2 separate regions of the Danio rerio genome follow, and region 1 is linked to region 2. A link is a contact called in public Hi-C data. All regions are on one chromosome and are shown on one strand. Each heading gives the region's core, a stretch centred on a gene start, on an enhancer-like site or on the middle of the called end of the contact. The rest is flanking DNA. Distances are from core to core; before and after follow the strand shown.

What was found. A called contact is a pair of places that touch in the nucleus more often than the background predicts.
Region 1: a Hi-C map of an unstated tissue shows a contact between it and region 2, with 2.7 times the contacts expected there. The contact joins two enhancer-like sites. A contact is called at or near these places in 5 of 18 Hi-C or Micro-C datasets (caudal fin, embryo, fibroblasts and 1 more).

What each region holds. Positions count from the first base shown.
Region 1 is chr1:39,032,028-39,035,773 of GRCz12tu, reverse strand. No RefSeq gene overlaps it. Among named protein-coding and RNA genes, the nearest start is that of si:ch211-194g2.4, 13 kb to the right of the region's middle. Within about 2 kb of position 2,438, at least 5 of the 62 cell types and tissues checked have an H3K27ac peak or open chromatin away from gene starts, as enhancers often do.
Region 2 is chr1:38,763,261-38,766,628 of GRCz12tu, reverse strand. It overlaps frem3 (Fras1 related extracellular matrix 3), which reads left to right. Exons shown (of 24, transcript NM_001137659.1): 5 at 69-194; 6 at 776-1,027; 7 at 3,095-3,244. It also overlaps a transcript of hhip not described here. Among named protein-coding and RNA genes, the nearest start is that of frem3, 21 kb to the left of the region's middle. Within about 2 kb of position 1,693, at least 16 of the 62 cell types and tissues checked have an H3K27ac peak or open chromatin away from gene starts, as enhancers often do.

The sequences.
Region 1 (3,746 bases), core at 1,189-3,688, 270 kb before region 2:
ACAGTGGTTTGGAAGGTCACTGGTTCAATTCGCCAGCAGGCGTTTCTGTGTGCATATTTGGTTTCCCATCCAGTCCAAAGACATGCAGTATAGGTGAACTGTGGAAACTAAATTGGCCGTAGTGTATGCGTGTGAGTGTGAATGTGAGAGTGTATAGATTTTACCAGTGATGCATGGTTGTGGCTGGAAGGGCATCTGCTGCATTGAAAATATGCCAGAATAATTGGTGGTTCATTCCACTGTGGCGACTCCTGATAAATCAGGGACTAAGCTGAAGGAAGTGGCAATGCTGCCTGACTGATAGTATGTGCAGTGAAGCACTCGAGATGTGCAATGCAGCTTCAGCCAGTCATCCCTGAGTTTTTCTCTGCACACAGGATATGGAGTTGACTTGAGTTTGCTGTTTTGGCACAGGTAAACTTATGATAGATTTGTCAGGCCTCAGTTCATGTGCAGAGTGAGTGAAAGAAGGATACACACTGCCTGACACTACCATACACACATCATTCACCATGGTGCCTGACAGCTGCTTAAACTACAACAATCCTACCCACCCATATCCATATTTATTGTCTAATCCCGTATTGGGTTGAAAAAAAATATTGATATATCTCTAAGACATGATATACTGGCCAGCCCTGCTGTACAGTACATCCTGGCACAAAAAGGTAAACTGAACATCAAAGAAGCATACCATTCTAGATTAGTTTGAAAATCTTTCCTGCTCTTGCTGGATAATCCTTGTGGCATTGTGCTCTGTGAACAAATCTTACATCATTACAGCTTTCATATTCAGGCCGGTGTGACCGCTTCACAAGTTGCAGGTCTGTGTTTTTTTTTTAAAGGAATGATTATTAGCTCAATAGTAGACTTTGTGGATGTCTGGATTCCCTCTTAAATAATATGTTCAATTTAATTAAATTCAATTCAGCTTTATTTGTATAGCGCTTTTACAATGTAGATTGTGTCAAAGCAGCTTCACATAAATGGTCATAGTAATTGGAACAGAGTAGTTCAGTTTTTAGTGTTTAAGTTCAGTGCAGTTTAGCTCAGTTCAGTGTGGTTTAAAATATGGTGTGTGCTAGAGTTCAAGGCAACTTGCTTTTTGTCCTTTATCACTAATTATTTAGATGACATGATTTGGTCTTTCAAAAGATAACGACTTGGTTTCTTGAGTTTACATAAAGTGTTCAAACTAACCCAACTGATTAAAAAATCTAGTAGATCTTACATGTGATATTTGGAATTTCTTCATTCTTTTTTAACACAAAAGAAAATATTTTGAAATATGCTTGTACCTGGCACCTATTAACTCCCATTGTAACTTTCCCTACTATGGAAGTTGATGGGTGTCAGTGGCCGGCATTCTTCAGAGTACTTTCATTCGAGTTAAAAAATGAGAAAGAAACTAGGGCTGGGCCGATAAATGATATTATATCGAATTGTGATGAAATTTATGTTAATAACAACGATAAGCCCTGCACTTTTCACTCTATATTGGTCTAAGAGCCAATCACAAAGCAGAAATGTGCAACAATGGCAAGTTAAAAGTGTGCTGATATTAAAGATGTATCATCAAAAATTTATCAGCCAAAAATATGTTATACCATTTAATGGACCCTCCAATTAGTCTGGCTTCAGTCATTGTACGCTTTTAAATCTGGAAGCATTAACAACTTACAGTTTATCGAAAGATATATCGCTATTGTTCAGTATGGAAAATAATTATCGAGATTGCATTTTTGCCACATCGCCTAGCCTTAGAAGAAACTCAATTAAGTTTTGAACAAGTGAGGGATGAGCAAATGGTAACTAAATATTTGACCAACACATTTGATGATAAACTCATAAAAGTTTAAAACCACACAAGATATGCCTTTTAATTTACCACATTTGTTTGGAATTGGAAACTTAGCTTTTTTGTTTTACTCTATATTTATCATTTTATTTGATATTTTCTTCAATACAATTCATATTTTTTTAAAAAGTTCAGTTAAATAAAAGAAAAACAAGCACACAAAAATATAATTTAGTAGGGTTCATTTATCCATTACATTTAAAGGTTCAGACACACTTTACATTTTCACTATTCAAAAACAACAATAACATGCATGGATCACTGCTTAATATAGCAGAGTGAAATTTGAACAAAATTTTTTTTACTAATGTTGATTATTTGTGCTTTTAGATTCAAGTGCTTTTTGTTTTACCAAAAAAAGAATATTGAATATATAAGAATATATAAGAATATAAGATTTTGACCCACTTAAGTGTAGGTTTTTAGGCTGTGCAATATAGGGTTAAAATGTCCACATTACAAGCCTTAGTGTCACAACAGGACGTACTTTCAGGACTTTCAGGAAATGCTTAAGACTTGTAGTACTTTCTTCTATAACCGGGCAGGTGGCCACTTCAATCACTAGGCTAAGCTCTCGGAAACAGCGCGTTACGTCTCACAGAGTGGGTGCGTGCCGGAGACCAGTCCCCACCGGGAAACTTGTAGTGCAGCAGTAATCGTGGAAAGTCTTGAGGATGAAAAAGGCTGTTTGTGATCACCCTAAGTGAATGGGACAGCACGAGTAATACAGGGGTCTGTGTGGTTTTATAGTTCAGTGCCTGTGTTTTGAGCGTGCGCTCTTTTCAGCAACGTGGGTGGCGGGTTACACTATCATCCCTCCACCCTCCAACTCCCCTCAGCTCTGTATTGTCATTGGCTCTTTGCAGGCCTTCTACTCATTACTCAGCTGCTTGGAAAATGGTAATATTGTTTTTTTATATAATGAAAGCCGAGCTGAGGGCTGAATTCCTAAATAGATGTGGCCAAAGAGTTGCTGGAGCTGCAGATGTCCAAATTAGATTTACATATTAATTATTTTCACTTAACTTAGCAGCAATAGCAGCAAGCAGTGTTACATTAGCACAAGTGTCCGCCCTTTCGCTCTGCCCAAGTGTCACATAAACAGAACTGAGAAAAATAACTAGAAAGACAGAGAGAAACTTTCCACCGCTGTGTGCGTTTCTTTTCCTCCCCAGGTTGATTTTCACTCCCTCCTTTCCTCTCGTAGCTTCCTCCACTTGTTTGCTTATTATTTGTAGTGCCAAGCTTGGCGTTAAATCTTATTTTTCGGTAAATAAACCAGTTTCTGGTAGGAATTACATACAACTTGGTGTGAGGTCTGCTTCATAAAAAGGGGCCTGGAACCTTTTATCTGAAATGTTTTCTGTTTGTGTCCTTTGTATAGATGCTTTCTGACAGCTTTGAATGAAAAAGAGCAGGTTTTATCGCGTTTCTTGTGGTGAGTTTGTGGAATTTTTTCCCCTCTCCAGGCATTGTGGTCAGAATTATTCGACGTGGCTCTATGTTCCCCCATTTCATTCCTTTGTTCTCGGCTGTCCCGTAAGTAGTTCCAGGGTTTGGAGTACTCTCTCTTTTCCTGTGAAGGTCCAATGTGACACCTGCTGTGGTGAACTTGAATTGAGTAGTCTACAAGTTTAAGAGTCTGGATGCAGCTGCCCATTCCCACTTCTGCCAGTGCTTTCAGCATAAAAGCAAGTCTTATATTTTATTCTTTATTTCCTTAATGTTTTATTGTCAGCTTGTCTATGATTTCTGTACTCTTGAATGCAGAATTCAGATAACATGAGATCTATGAGATAAAGGGTTTCATTGAAACATCTTGATAAAGGGTTAGAGAACATCTTTCCACCAGAGGTCAGTATTTTACTAAGCAGTACTGATGTCAGGC
Region 2 (3,368 bases), core at 444-2,943:
TTACATTAATATTAAAATGTTCCATTATATTTGCCTACATTTTAACATGTGAATGTATCTCTTTCCAGAGTCTACAGTGTTCTTCCCACAAGCAGAATATCAAATAGAAGAGGACATAGGAGAACTATTAGTCCCAGTTCACAGATCAGGAGACGTCAGCCAAGAATTGATGGTTCTTTGTTACACACATCAAGGTACAATATGAAAATACAATATGCCTTAGTTTTTGACTCCTATGATAACTCAGAAATCTTATTAAAACTTATAAAACTTTACAATTATGTGAATAATGTGTCTTAAGTCTTAAGTTTGTGTGTGTGTGTGTGTGTGTATGTGTGTGTGTGTGTATGTGTTTGTGTGTGTGTGTGTATGTGTTTGTGTGTGTGTGTGTGTGTGTGTGTGTGTGTGTGTGTGTGTGTGTGTGCGTGCATGCGTGCGTGCGTGCGTGCGTGTCACAAGTCAGTGATTAATTTTAACCATTTAGCCTGACATGTTTACTGCTCCAAAATATTATAAATGTTTCTTAAAATAAAATAAATTGTGTTTAATAGGGAAAAAAGTATTTTTGTTTTGTTTTGTTTTGTTTTGTTTTACCCAGACATTTAAAATAACTTATTTTTGTGCAGTAATCATAATACCGTGATCCAGTGAAAACGTGGTATTTTTTATTCAAGGTTATCATGACGTCAATATGTTATATCGACCCATGCCTAATTCTGACATATTGACAACTAAAAGTCTCTTTGTATAAAAAGAAGATATCCTTCTTTTACAGGCAGTGCAACAGGAACCACCCCCAGCACCGTGCTCTCCTATTCAGACTACATCACACGACCCGAGGACTACACCAGTATTTTGCGTTTTGACAAGGATGAGCAGGAAAAGTCATGTCGCATTATAATCATTGACGACTCCCTTTATGAGAAAGAAGAGACCTTTAATGTGTCCCTCAGTATGCCTATGGGTGGCCAATTAGGAGCCAAGTTCCCCAGCACCAAAGTGGTCATCTTGGCTGATAATGATGATGGTGAGTCGGCTATATCTACCATTCCAAAGTTTAAGGATCAAAAGGGGTTTTTGAATATAATATCTACAATGCTCACACAAGATGCATTTATTTGATAAAAAATATTAATATATTAAAATTTAAAATAACTTTTCTGCTTTTTTTATTTTAATGTATTTAAAATGCAATTTATTCACATTTCCTGCAGTCGTTATTTTTATTTTAAAAAAAAGCTGATCCGATGTTCAGAAAACATGTCTTTTATCAGGTGTTTTTATTTTTTTCACAATGTAAACGTATTTGTGGTCACACTTATTATTTTATTGAACAATTCCTATACTCATACAGTAGAACTGCAAGTCAGTCCAACTGTATTCTGTATTTTCTCAATAATACAAACAAGTTCTTTCATGTCATTAGAGTTTAAAAGTGACGTCTTTATCCTTGTAAAGACACAAAACCATTAACAAATCTTACCTATACTTAATTTCGCTTGTCTTTTTTTATTATACTTGCTTTGAAAGGATAACTTGCCACAAAACAATCAATCTTTACTTTGTGGTCATACCACTGTTGTTCTTGTCAGAATGGTAACTCAATAACCCAAAACAAGTTGAGAGAGCACAATTGAGGCCCCTACGACCTCTGTAATGACCCATGATCCTCAGTGACGTCACTGAAAAAGGTTTCTGAACATCCTGTCCATGCAGGATTTAGGATTTGTGTGCACAACTCAAAAGAGCTTGGTGGAAGCAATAGGTTGCCATCTGCTAATTCTTATATTCTAATTTAATGTCCTGAACCAAAATTTACATCTTGACATTTCTCATATGTTCAGTGTGTCACTATTAAAGAGGTGTTTTACCTGACTCTTAAACAGTCTAGTAGTCAAAAGCACTTCCATCCTCCACAATTTGGGAAATTACCCCAGAAGATATTTATGTGTAAATAATGTAAGTGCATGCCTAGACTCTATTTTTCAGAAGCAGCTATTGAAGATTAATGTGCAGATTGTAGCTTAGCGTCTTGGTGGGTCTGGAATGGCCTGGTAGTATATTTGTGTCTAGTTGTAGGGGGGATGGGAACACTGTTGGATAGACTTGTGGTCTGGATGCCAGCCAGAGTTGGAATCTTTTTGTTGTGTCTCTGACTTGCTGTCTATGGAGGTGTCACTTCCCTCTTTTTCTTTGTATGGTCCCTCAAACTTATGGCCTCTACCCCCAGCCCCAAAAAAGCCCTTTTCCCCCAGCATTCATTTATCTTGGGCTGATACTGATATTGCTCTAGAAGCCTTTCAGACCTCCCAAACTAACACACGCAAACATAATCACTTACCCAAGTGAATCTTGACTGAAGTAGACTCAGAGATGACGTTTCATCACTCAGATGAGACGTTGGTAATGATGGTAGGTTTCCTGTGCTGTCTTGGAGGTGATGGCAGATCCAGATCTTTGTCTGAAGCACTAATGGGTCAGAACAACTCTTTGTAAGAGGATCTCTTGAAGGTTTTGAAAACAATAGCCTTAAATCTCATTTTAGCTACCTAATGAGGGCACTTATTTTCTTATATATTCAAGTCTGATTAAAGTCCACAATGAAAATGTTATTTAAACATAAAACAAAATACAGTTTTAAGGTTTAAAAGTAATTAAAACTAAGAAAAATATGCAATACAAGTATTATTAGTAACCACTGATCGCAATGAATTTGGCATAAAAGTACAAATCGTGGTTCCAATAAACCACATGACATTTTTGGAAAAAGTATCAAGTCATTCTGAATGACATGGATCATCAACTTGTGCTGTAAACTTGATTACTACCATCCTTAGAGCAAACAAGAGTGCATCAAATGCTGAAATTTAATCAATTCAATTGAACAACTTTTTATGCTGATCATATAACGTGACAAAAAACAATGCATATTAATTTAGAAAAATATATAATTAAAAGGAACTTTTTTTATTACTAGTCTCAGACTGGTCTAAGAAAATTATTTTTAATTTACATGATAACAAATCATAAGAAAAATAGGGAACATTCATTAAAACTGCTAAAAACAGTTGACTGATTATTTCCTTTGTAACAGAGCCATCATTCTATTTTGGGGAAACCGAGTACACAGTGGATGAGAGTTATGGGTATGTGGAGGTGAAAGTATGGAGAACTGGAACTGACCTTTCAAAAACAGCCACTGTCACGGTTCGCTCCAGAAGGACTGATCCTGTTTCAGCAGAAGGTAAAGAGTGTCAGAGTTGTCAAAAACAATAGCTGCTTATGTCTGATTTTTTAAATAAGAAATATATAATGTAACATTGTAAAGTAATCAGTCATGCACATGTATTTATCTTCCGTAATGAACA